Regions from separate parts of the Zea mays genome. Here region 2 is linked to region 1. A link is a contact called in public Hi-C data. All regions are on one chromosome and are shown on one strand. The core of a region is the stretch at or near the end of the contact, and the rest is flanking DNA. Distances in the headings are between cores, read along the strand shown.

What was found. Hi-C and Micro-C count contacts between places; a contact is called where the count stands out from the background.
Region 2: a contact with region 1 is called in a Hi-C map of endosperm, with 6 times the contacts expected there. The contact joins the promoter of LOC100192071 here to the promoter of LOC100274424 in region 1. A contact is called at or near these places in 2 of 25 Hi-C or Micro-C datasets (ear and endosperm).

The regions. Positions count from the first base shown.
Region 1 is chr2:24,840,067-24,846,929 of Zm-B73-REFERENCE-NAM-5.0, reverse strand. It overlaps LOC100274424 (transferase), which reads left to right and starts at 4,996. Exons shown (of 1, transcript NM_001148783.1): 1 at 4,996-6,581. The coding sequence starts at 5,019. The coding sequence ends at 6,047. It overlaps LOC103648484 (RING-H2 finger protein ATL67), which reads right to left and starts at 4,407. Exons shown (of 1, transcript XM_008672950.2): 1 at 3,475-4,407. The coding sequence starts at 4,305. The coding sequence ends at 3,475. It also overlaps the pseudogene LOC103648485.
Region 2 is chr2:24,966,627-24,972,996 of Zm-B73-REFERENCE-NAM-5.0, reverse strand. It overlaps LOC100192071, which reads right to left and starts at 1,923. Exons shown (of 2, transcript NM_001137494.2): 1 at 1,556-1,923.

The DNA.
Region 1 (6,863 bases), core at 3,747-6,246:
CGATTGAACCATGGAGAGGTGAGTCGCTTGGCCTTCTCGGTATGTGGAAAGTATATGGACATGTCAGCTCCAGGAGAGACTATATTGAACTTTGGATCGAAGACATCGATCCCATGGACAACTCGGAGTAAAGGCAATATGACTCTCATACTGTCCAACAATATTTTTGCTGAGAAAAAAATTAGAATAAGTATATATATGAGCGTCTTGTAGAAAATTAAGAATAGCTATTATCCATATGTGATCACAGTCCATGCAAGATTAATGCATGAAAAAGCATGGATTGCATGTTACCATAATTACAATCAATACAGTAACTTAACATCAGAACAGTATATGCATGAGCGAGGTAAACATGATTCAGTGTGCATGCAAATTAATTGGTGAATGCTAAGTCCCAGAAGAAATCTACAGTGGCCAACAAGACGGAAACAGAATAAAAACCTTCCAGCAATTTCTTGGTATGTGCTGGTGATGATAAAATCAGCATTGTTCATAGCAATTATATCAGTAGTGAACTGACAGGAGAAATGGTACTTCTCATCAAAATTCTTCCAAAATATGTCTGAATCTGGATACTTAGTCTTTTCCAGAGCATGAGCAATGTTGCACTGCAAGGACCATGCATATATGGTTAGTAACGAAACAAATGTAAGACCTCAAGTATGATTAACAGGGCATACATGGGTAATTCCCATCTTGTAAGATAGCAACGATGCCACAAGATTTCCATCACTGTAGTTTCCAATTATGAAGTCTGGAGTACCTTGTAATTCAGCAGCAATTTCACCAGCAGCATCCTATATAAAAAAGGAAAATACAGCTTTTGTCAAATGGGGAAGACCATTGAAGTAGAAAATGTCATATAAAAAAAGAACCGGTACACAGAAAATTTGCATATAAGAAATCAACACTTGCAAAGGCAGAAATGTTGCTTTTTCATGCAACTCTACTGGAAATAATTTGGATTCTTACCTTTTGAGTGTTGGACCTTTTCTTAATATGTACTCTCTCCATTACAAGTTGTAAGTTGTCTTGCTTTCTAGGTATATAATTTTCACTGAGTTACATAGTAAAACTACAAATCTAGAAAAAAAAACTGAATTACAATTTGAAATTGAGGGGGTATCAAATATCGTCTCCTAACTAACTATTCACAGATTTTACATTGTACCATGAAGTCATAAGGTACTTTCCTCAGATTTTTTTCATTAAAAGAAGCTCAGCAAATGTTTCCAGATATGGCCACACATCAAATCTTGATATCCATTTCTTAAGTATCCCGTTTTCATTTCTGAAGGGAACTCGTAAAATGTAAGTATGTTGTGTTCCACTAATTCTCTCAAGCCGTTGATTGCATGATGTTCCTTTTGCATCTGGTATCAGCCGAGTAACCTAAAACAAATAAGTAAATAATTAAATGAGCCTTGCTAGGGTCTGATACCCCATAAAAAGTAATATCTCGAACAAATCGTGGCCATTGATTTTTGAAAATTATGAACCAAAATAACTAAGAGACCACAAAAGCAAATACCAATAAAATAAAAACAAATCCCCTAATTTTAGGTGGACGGCATCCCATCTCACTGGAAACCTAGGCCAGTTTGTGCACGCGCTTCCATGCATGTGACCAGAAAAGAACATCGTCTGTGCAACTACTCTGCTTGTTAGCTGGTGTTTGGTTCCCTAGACTGAAGTTTAGTTGATGTCATATCAAATGTTTGAATATTAATTTTATATATTAAATATATGTTTAATAAATATGTCTTCTATTTTAGTCTTCATCTGTGTAATTAGATTTATAATCAGACTGGAGTTTAGTTCGTGTCATATCAAATTACCGACACTTAGGTTTAGATATATGCTATTTCAAGATATAAATTGAAAATACCAATAAATTGAAAATTGTTAATAGCGGTTAACCAGGGTGTTTCGGATTCGCAGTACCATGTGATGTACACATCAAAATAGATAAAGGTAACCCCACAATTAAACTTACCATGCAATCGCTCGAATAGTGATCCATTTGAAACATACTCGAAGACCATCATCCAGATGAAGGGTTTTCATCTTCACAATAACCCACAAGGTTCATAAGATTTTTATGGTTTACACTCGATAAGGCTTCAACCTAGAAAGCAAGGCATAACCATCCTGAAAACTCAATATCTTACAGACTGGAAATAGAATGAAATAGAATGATCAATTTTATACCTTATTCATGAAATGTGCTTCAGCTATAACGAACCACAATGCACAGCTCATCTAGCAGTTCAGGAGCTGGTTTGATTTGTGCCCAAAAGAAGTACGTACATGAAAATCTAAGAAAAATAAACATTATATAGACTGGAACACATACTTTTAGTTCTTCAAAGTCCCTATTTGCTTCCATCAAGCCCTCTAAGGCTTTGATTGCTTTTGTAAGCTCCTACCACCAGTCTCCTCTTGCAATTTGTCCAAGTTAGTTACATATTTCAGGTCTTCTGACTTACCATTTGCTTCTCGTGATATGTAAACCATGGCCCTTTCCATTACCTCATTAAATATCCACTAACTGACTTCCTTTAACAGATGAAGATATTTGGAGATCAACCGAACAATATCCTCCATGTGTGCTACATTATACTAAAATAATTGTAGCATAAAAGGCGTAAGTAATATCAAAGTGTCTCCAATGAAAATGGTTATGCTAGCTCAACTAAGATAATATGGATCAAACCTGACCATCACCAGCATCAGTGAGCCTCATGCTTGCTGAGAAAAAAAATACTCATTATTGCCATTGCTCTCTCTAGCATTAAGTTAACGACCCATCCTATAGTAGTTAGATTAGATATGTTACAGGTTGACGAGTAAAGGATGACATGACTATACTCGAGTAGATAAGGTTAGCAAAATCATAAGTACAACAACCATTTGTGGAAGTAAACTTACCTAGTTCCTTTATAATATGGAAGATGGACCCCTCGCCTTCATGTCCAATTAGGTGACTTAGATAATGTCAAGGACCAATTGTGTAAAACTGGATGCTAGGTGTAATTGACCATATAATTCTTAGATAGCCCCCTTCTTTTTTTGACATAAGATGGTCCCCTTCTTCTATTAGCAGTGCTTTGACAAGATGTATAGCAAGTAGATATGAGAAATCACCCACATTTGCCTCTGACAAATAGAACTGCCAAATGCGCTGGTAAATAGAACCATTAAGCAGTCCATCCTCTACCTGCAAATGTTCCCCTGAAAGAGGATGACTTGGACATTTGAAGCTTCTCTGATCAATGCTTTTTTGTCACTAAACATACGCTCAACCAAGCCCTGAATGTAAAGAACAACAATATTTCCAAACAATCAAATATAACCAAAATAATTAATATTCCATAATGCCCCTATATTGATTATACCCAATGTAAAGAATTGCTTAGCATATTGAGCCATCAGTTGTTTATGTATAGCTTGGGTTTGACAGTGCAGAATTCAGGAACCAAAAACTGCAAAGGAGAGAAAACGGGGAAGGACCTGAGAGGACCTGCAGACGGGGCAGGACGCGCTCCGGCTCAGCCAGGCGTCGAGGCACGCGACGTGGAAGCCGTGCCTGCACTCGGGCATCACGCGCAGCGTCTCGCCGTCCCTGTACTCGCTGAGGCAGATGGAGCACATGGCGTCAGCCTCGGCGGCCTTGCTGGAGAAGGCGACCTTGGGGTAGGAAGCGATGGCGGCCGCGTCGAGCCCGACGGGGGAGCAGGCCGCGGCGGCGGAGGAGGAGGGGTAAGCGTCGTCTTTGGGGGACTCGGACCCCTCCGCGACGAAGAGCACGCGCGGGACGGTGATGGAGAGGTGGCCAGAGCTGGACGCCGTGGTGACTGCTTCCCCGGCCCAGTAGTCCCCGCCGCGGCCGAAGCAGAAGTAGAAAGCCAGCAGGAAGGAGGCAAACAGGATGAGGAAGCCGAGCGCGATGGCGATGGAGTAGCCGAGGCCCAGGTTGGAGAGCTGAGGTCGTGCCGTCGTGGAGCTGACCGAGGGGCGGCCGGAACGGACGGTTGAGCGCTCCATCGTGCGGACGGAGGAAGAAACGACTGCTGTGCGCGCGACCATGGGCCGCCCAAACCTAATTGGAGTATGGGCCGCACCAAAAAAGCAGCCCAAAACGCCTGCACTGCTGTATTGTTGTATTGTCTTGCAAAACTTTAGTACCATATTGGCTAGTAAAGGAGACATGGAGCGGCTTATAAGCTTTGGCGCGGTGGCTGAACTGATTAGTTTCAAATGGTGGCTGAACTGGTGGTCAGTTTCAACTCGCGCATGCATAAGAATTTTTGCTGGACACCTGCGTGTACGACCTGTGGGGGCAGAACCAGAGCCATGGCAGAACAGGTCAAAGGCAGAACAAGTCAATGGCAGACTACTATTGCTTACTTAATAAGTAGTAGAGATTTTATTTAATCAATGTCTACTTACATGAAATATAGAAACCTTAACAAATGTATGGGAAATTAACTAGTTAATTATTATAGCAGCACAACCGATCGCACTAATTTTCGGAGATTGGAAAGCTTATTTAATCGGTTATCATTTTTTAATAAAATGATAAATATGACGTTGAAAACCACTTCTAACCAGATCGTAAGCTGTCCAAACGTAGGAAGCTGTCCAAACTGTGGAAAGAGATTCAAAAAATTTGAAAACGTAGGAAGCTGTCCAAACTCGCAGAATCGCGGGTTCCAGGCTTCGAGCCAAACGTTTGGGCTTTGGTCTAGCCGCACGCCTGCACTCCACGGGCCGTTTCTCTGCACAACCAATTAACCAAACACCCGGGAAAACGCAGAAACCCCACTCCGTAAAACCACAGGAAACCTCACACGTCTTCCTCCGTCCAGCCTGTCTCCGGCCGGCCCCCCGCCTTCCTTAACTCCGCATCATCCCCTTCCAATCTCGTCTTCCCAGCACCCGAACCGATCAAATTCACTTCCGCTCGATTCTCCGGGAGGGGGAGGGTAGCTGAAGGACATCCCGGGGACGCAATGCGCGTCCTCGCCGTGTTCCTCCTCGGCGCAGCGTTCGCGGCGGCGGCCGGAGGCGGCGGGGAGCTTCCGGAGTTCCGGGAAGCTCCGGCGTTCCGCAACGGCGCAGCCTGCGCGGACGCGCCGACGATCCACATCGCGATGACGCTGGACGGCACCTACCTGCGGGGCTCCCTCGCCGGCGTCCTCTCCGTGCTCCGCCACGCCGCCTGTCCGGAGTCCGTCGCCTTCCACTTCGTCGCCTCCTCGGCCTCCCCGGCGCGCCGCCTCGCCTCGCTCCGCCGTGCGCTGGCGGCTGCCTTCCCCACGCTCCCGGCCACCGTGCATCGCTTCGACGCACGCCTCGTCCGGGGCAAGATCTCCTCATCCGTCCGGCGCGCGCTCGACCAGCCCCTCAACTACGCCCGCATCTACCTCGCGGACCTCCTGCCGCGCTCCGTCTCCCGCGTGCTCTACCTCGACTCCGACCTCCTCGTGGTCGACGACGTGGCCCGCCTCTGGGCGACCGACCTCGGCCCCGACGCCGCCCTCGCTGCCCCCGAGTACTGCCACGCCAACTTTACCTCCTATTTCACCGACGCGTTCTGGAGCCACCCCGAGTACACCGCCGTCTTCGCCAACCGGACGCGCGTCCCCTGCTACTTCAACACCGGGGTAATGGTCATCGACCTGGACAGGTGGCGCTCCGGTGGGTACACCGCGAAGCTGGAATACTGGATGGAGGTGCAGAAGCAGGAGGCCAGGATTTACGAGCTGGGCTCCCTCCCGCCGTTTCTCCTGGTGTTCGCCGGCGAGGTGAAAGCCGTGGAGCACCGGTGGAACCAGCACGGGCTCGGCGGCGACAACGTGGCGGGGCAGTGCCGGCAGCTGCACCCCGGTCCGGTTAGCCTGCTGCACTGGAGTGGGAAGGGGAAGCCGTGGCTGCGGCTGGACGCCGGGCGGCCGTGCCCGCTCGACGCGCTCTGGATGCCCTACGACCTCCTTCGCCGCCGCGGCGCTCGGGACGATCTCCTCGCCGCCGTCTCCTGACAATGCTGTCCGCGCATCGCTGCAGGGCGATCGATTTGCTCGCGTCCGATCGGATCATATGCCACGGCGCTTGGCTGCTCCGCTCGTTCCGTCGTCCCACGGGTCGGCGTCGGTCACCAAGTCACAGACACGTTGGACCCACCTGGACACTCTCCTCTCCGCATGGGTCCATGCGCAATGGCGTTAGTTGGTGTGGCCCTGTCGGTACTGAAGTCCGTCGGCCCCACTCGTTGGTGGCGGATGGGGATTTTTGGGGTGGGGGCCAAGGTGAAATTCAGACATGGGCTGTGTACAGCTGTTGTTTTTGGCCTGTTGGGATATTAGTTCTATATTCTTTTTATTGTGTTCTTGTTGTAGATTCTTGAAGAATCTACCTCCATATAATAGACAATAGTGCAGGCACAGGTTTATCACCGTGGAATAAAATTGGGTATATTTGGAATTAGGGTTTATATATATTTATATTGTACATGATCGTCAGAGGTTAGGGCTCAGCAGGTGGAAACAAGGAGAGTTGTTCTTGGGAAATGCCATAAAGGTTGCTGTAGTTTTATTTATTAGTTATTGTACGAATGCAAGCTGCTATTTTAAATCCATTGATCGCAGTGCACAGCTAGCCAGATTTGAGATGTCGTTTTGCTCCCAGAATGAAAAGAAAAGCCACTCTTCTAACTTTAGCTGAAGCAAAAAACAAAAGGCTAACTGGATGCTGTCTGGTGGCACAAATCTCAATCCTGCGTCTCCAAAATTCAGGAATCTGATCTGGCTTTCTCGCTTTTGTTTAAAGCCCGATCCGCGGATGATTTCAGTGGAGTT
Region 2 (6,370 bases), core at 674-3,173, 130 kb before region 1:
ACCTTATATGAAATGTGCATGGCAGCATAAAATATTGACTCCAAGACTTGGCTCCTTGTTCAAGGTTAGAACTATTATTGCCAGCTCGAAATTGCCTCGGGAAGAAAATAGAATACTGTTCGAGTTCTAAAAAAACTTGCAAAACATGGGATTCGGCAAGCTGGCAGGTCCTGAACAGATTACCAGTTATTACCACAGATCCTTAAAAAAATTATATTCAGACAAACGGCTGGGGAAGACCAAAAGAGCAGATATGAATAACAAAGGAAAGTATGAGATAGGCTCAAGGTGTACGCCCTAATCTCCAATATATGTTTGTGGTCACATGTTGATATTTTGGTGGTTGTGGAGCTTCTTCCAAAGGAGCATCATTGAAAAACAACAATAGGTGGGGGTACTGATGAGGACTGCAGCAAGGGTGGGGTAGCCACAACACTTGGTATATTCCATGGAACTAAACACACTAAAAAGATCATCATTTAAACATTTAGTTATCAACAAAAAGTAAAATAACCCAGTGATAATTGCACCTACTAGAAGGGCAGGTCTAGTGCAGTGGTGAGAACTGTCTCACTAAGTTATTAGCAGCTCGTTTGCAGGGAAAGACTTGCCTTGGTTTATCCCTTCACCAGACCCCATTCATGTGGGAGCATCCAGCACTGGGTCTACTCTTTTTGATAACTGCATCTACTGTACTCTAATCAGGAAACGATGAATAGTTTGTCCACCAGCTCCGTGGAAATTTCTAATTAGCTCTGGTCCCATATGTGACATGACCATCATTTTTATATACAGGTAAAGCTTCAGCGAGTCTTTTCTAAGTTAAAACACATCTTAATTACATCAAGTACCTACAAATGAAGCTCAAAGAGATCATTTCCTACAGTTCCAGTTCTGTTTTGCGGTTCATGACTGATCCTAATAGATATGCACAGCAAGAATTGATATTGAATGTGAATGTTGTGCTTGACCAACAGAAGCTGTGAAACTCTATAAATAAACAAGCCGCTAGGTTGGATGTGTGTGAGCTTACCATATTATGGATTTTAAGCACGTTTCCACAAGAGTTTCATCTAAATTTAGGCGTGCCGGTGAATTACGTGGCGTGTATTATATTCCATATGCATCGTGATGCATTTAACTATACACACTAAAGCTATACGAGAACCAAGAACAAAGCACCGCCTTGAAATAACACGGAACATACGTCACAATTCGAATGCGGATACTAGTAGGTTTCAAAAAGTAACCACATGGAGCACTAAGCTATACGAGAGAGATTTCTTCAAAGCCAGGTATGAAATGCTAGCTTTAAACAGATATGCAAATTGATGCAATTTTAACCCCGGGAAGAAGGGTCGGACGAATCATTTTGGAACATAAACTAAACTGGTAGGTGCGCACGAATCCGCCACAACAAAAGAAAAACAAATGGACGGGTTTGAGAATCCTTCTCGGAAAGAGAGGTTCGGATTTGGCTTGTCAAGTACTCCTGATCCAATTGCCGAACAAGGAAAGAACAAGCCGTGCAAGCAAAAGACAATAGGTTCCTTACCAGCAAAGGAAGAAATCAATCCGAGCTCGGATGGATCTGCGCTGCACGCAGGTACAGCACCGCCAGCGAGGATGACGACGACGGCAGCGTCGGCGGCGGGCGGCGGCTAGGTCGCGGAGATATGACACAAGGCGCTTCGGTCGAACGAGGCCCGGAGATGGTTTCTGGGCGGTGGCGCGAGGCCGCGGCGGTGCTTCGGGCGAGGAACGCGGTGGCGGGGAGCAGGACGCGGCGGCACGGCAGCCGGCGGCGTTAATGGGGCAGGAGGAGCAGGCGGGCAGGCGGCAGGCCGATGATGACAAGAGAGGCGGATTTCGGAGGGAGGCTCCGTCAAGGGGTATATAATGAGTGGGGGGATTCGGCTCGGCTAAACGAGGGAGGAGAATGAAAAAAAAACAGCTCCGCTTGGCTCGCAAGAAAGTCTTTAAAAGCTTCTTAAAGACAACTATTAACATACTGTAACAGTTATATTGAGCGAATAAAATGAATAAGGAGTTTAGTTTATCTTTTCAATGAGTTTTTAAATAGTTATAGCTTCCTAAAACTCGAAATCGGACGTGAAAGGGAAAATCACGCCGCAGATAGCCGTCGTTCTTGACGATTAACACATATACTGACAGCAGAGCAGTTACTGGCAGTAGGAAGAATCGGCATGGTCGCCATTGTTCGTGGTGCACGTAGCCCGTGGCCGATAATATGGCCGATCCGTCCGTACTAATCGGACGAAGATAACAGATAAGGCTTATCCGCTCCAACGCTCTCGTCTCGAGTCACCGCCATTGCCGCCTTTTGAGCGCTGAGCGACACGAAGCTTTCCGTCCGGCCCTGGCCTTCCGGTAGTGTGCAGTGCTTTCCCCAGTGGACCCTGCTGCCCTTCTCACCTTTTGCAACGTGTGATCCCGTGCATTTGTACATTGAGAGACAAGCTTAGGACATGTAAAGTGATGTTTAATATAAATGTTTTTAGGATGTTTAAAGAAATATTTGTACATCGTCGAGTCGTCTCTTCGTGAAGAGACGTCTCTAGTTCGTAGCTCAAGTAGTAACAAATGTCTCACTTTTACTGTACGAATTCGTTGTCTCTTTCTATCGATTGATGCTGCACAAACACATCTACTTCTGTATTTATTAATAGGCTATATTTATATACACTCCATTGTATAATAGAGTATTTTAGTTATCTCTTTCTGCTTAGAGAACCGTTTAGTGTCTCTCCACCTTAGGGCATGTACAACTCTAAACACTTAGAATGGTTTTCTAAATACAAGAGATAGTTAACATATTGTATGATTCAACCTTGAGCCTCTAGATAATAAACGCGGTCAAGACATATTCCATGTGTTTGGTTGCAGTATGAGTCTAGCCAGTCCGGTATGAGTCTAGCCAGTATCGTTAGAATCAGGATGAGTCCATGCAAGCGGTTTTGTTTGGTTGTTTGTACATGCTTGTGCATATTAGACACCGACTTTGTTTGGTTGTTTGCACTGAGACGTGAGTGTATAAATAAATCTCTAATATTATATAGTATGATTGGCCTAGTTTTGTCCACCAAAGTCTTAAAAACACTAATATAAAATTAGTTAGTTGATCAAATCTTTTAAATTAAAAGATATAATAAAAAACAATCCAAAATGTATTCTCGTTTTGCATGCTGCATGTAGCGACCGACTGTGTCCAGCCTGGGCGCACGCGTACGCGAGATACGGGTGTATGGTGTGGGCCTGGCTGGAACTAGTCAATATCTGTATTTGACGATCCTGCATCTGTAACCTGACCCACGGGTGCAGATGCATGCGAGCAGCAGTCAACCAAACACACAGATTATGTATAGAGAGTAGTGTAGAGATAGGTTCTTCGCGAAAAACTCATCTCTTGATTTTTTTTTTGTTCACTTAGCCCATTATAGACCCCTCAAGAGACACCTCATGCCCTTAGGACGTGTACAACCTAAAGACCTTCAAACGATTTTCTAGATACAAGAGACAGTTACGAGATCGTATGATACAACTCAGAGTCTCCTGATAATTAATGCAATCAATAGACAACTTGTATAGAGAGGCGTGAAGAGACGAAGATCGTCTCTTGAATTTTTTCACTTAACCCCCTAGAGATCACTTAAAAAAATCTCACATTTAATTAGGTTGTACATACCCTTAGGGTCCGTTTGGCAAGTCGTCTTGTCAAAAACAACTATGGCTCTGCCTTTTTCTAAAAACTGCTTTTTTGTTAGCCGAAGCCATTTCACAAATCGTTTGACAGAAACGACTTATTGTAAAGCCAGAGTTGTTTCCCTGTATTAAAGTGTCAGAGTCAGTGCCAGTGTTTGTGGCCTCTTCTTCGTAGTACAAAAACTTCTCTATCTTTTAGGTGTTTTTTACGATAAGTTGTTTAAAAAATGTTTGGCAAGACTCTAACTTTTTTCCAGAGAAAAACCAGAGTTGAGACCCTGCCATATGGTCTCTTATTCTTCAATCATAGCAACTTCTCCTGATCACAAGCTCGTGTTGTAAAAATTGCATTCATTGTATTATGTTGATATTTAAATTATGCTTCACACCTAGGGTTTGTATAATCTAGTTAAGATAACCATCCAAAAGCGTAAGAAGAATCTTAACTTGGGATTAAATTTGAGAAGCAACTAGATTTAATATTCGTTTCTAATCACGTATGAATGTGTGTTGTTTTATCGTTTGTCTTGTCGAAGTTCGGGGAAGTCTTGTTATTTTAAATATGGGGAGTGTTCAATGCTCAATTCATCTTAAAACATCTATTAAATTTACCATAAACTCATCTCTCATTGTGTATTTTCTTAAAAAATATTTAGCTCAAGACAAACTATTTCAAAAAACAGAGGGTTTAAGAAAGGTCACTTATATATACTAGTCTCTGCCATGTCTTTTTTGACGTTTATTAAAGTTGGGACTTAGCTTAGAGAAATCGCAGCATAGAAATTGCTAAAGTTTACTTTTTGTGGCGTCAAACGGGACCATCGGGCCAGGAGTCAGACCGGTCCAATGATCCTTAGATCCTATATGTGTGTGGAATAATGTATTCATTCTGTCTAATGGCCTATTTTCTTAAGATGTCGTACCGTTCGATGGTATTATCTTGTGTTACTGTGTTTCTACATAACGAGAATGTATCTTTAGATGTTGTGCAAGGCCTTTAGAGAACTCTTTGCACACTCATCGGACCATGTGCTATGGTCCGACAGTGTAGTGTTGGACGGTCCAACAACCGAATTGTGTCCCTATTGGGAGAAGGATAAGGTAATATAGACAGAGAGCATTTATAAGTGGAAGCTTGCTGATATAGAGACCTAGAGTGCTCTTAAGATAGCATAGAAAGCTAAGAGGGATGGTAACGAGCATATTTAGGCCTGCAAACGAGGTGGGTGTAAGTGGGTATTTTAGGTGGGTTTAAGAAATGATTTTGTTTTGGTGGGTTGTGATGGTTTTTAATTGTGAATGGGTTGAGTTGGGTGGGTTTATTTTGTATTGTGGGTCGAAATGGTTGGTACCCATGAGTGTAGATGGGTTTGCATATGCGTGGGCTTCTATGGGTCTTCACCAATTCGTAGACCTTAAGACTGTATTCGAGTCGACTCCCAATTTAGTCCCAAATCCCAATATAACCAACTCAACCCTAACTCTCTAAGTCTTCACCCGTGCACGGACTGTCGCATCCTACTTCCTTCCCCGGCGGCCGGCACTCCCCTCTCTCCAAGTCTTCGCCTCGGCGGACGGAGCTCCCCTGGCCCCTGCTGACACCCGACGCTAATTAGACACTTCCACACAAGGTTCTTTTGTTTTCACTTCTAGGGAGATTTATGCGTCGTTCGTGGGCTTCTGATGTTACCTAGATGTGCCCTTCCATTGTTGCTAGCTTCGAGCTTGATTAGAGACTCTTTCCATAGCTGCTAGTTTATGTTTCTTGCCAAAAAGATAATTGTTCATTAAGGATCTTTAACAGATGTTTTTTGTTATTCTCTCGAGACCTAAATGTTCATCGACCAAACTTGTTTTTGTATCATTGTATAATATTATTGTCACTGTTTTTGTATGTCGTGGACTATGTTTTTGTATGTCATTGAAACTACCTATAAAATTGTCACTGTGTATCAGTGTATGTGTATGCAGTTGGCTTGATGTGAGACAATAAGCTGAAACCACGGGGTTTCCACCCAATTACGGGTTGGTTTAGGGTCAATAATATTATTGGATTGGTGTGGAATAGATATCAAAGTTATTAGATTTGGGTATAGGTGGGCGTGGGTTCGATTTTTTTTGCCATTAGCAGGCCTAGGCATATTTTACTCGCGTGCCCGTGGATAAAAAACCCTATACTAATACGGGTTTAATTCTCATTAGATGATTTTTTTTCTCGTGAGTATGAAAATATTATACCGTATCCACATACCCGTAATATATATATAGGTGAAAGGGAAATGTGCCCTTGGGCCATTTCTAAGTATTTTGGTGATTGAGTGCCAACTCAAGTGCTTAAAATGTGAATTTATGCAATGGATGAACAAAGTGCAAATCAAGAGCAAAGGTATGTTTCTAAGTCTTAGTACATTGGTTTTGTGTACTAATATTCTTGTCTAAGTGTTAGAAAACAGGAAGAAGAAGAGGAGTGGAGGGCTGCTTCGGGCTGGGGCACCAGACTGTCCGGTGTGCACCGGACAGTGTCCGGTGCGCCAGACCAGCGCGGAGCAAACCAGCCGCTCTCGGGTTTTTCTCCGGCGACTTCGGCTAAAATTCACCGGACTGTCCGGTGTGCACCGGACTGTCCGGTGAGCCAACGGTCGGCCGA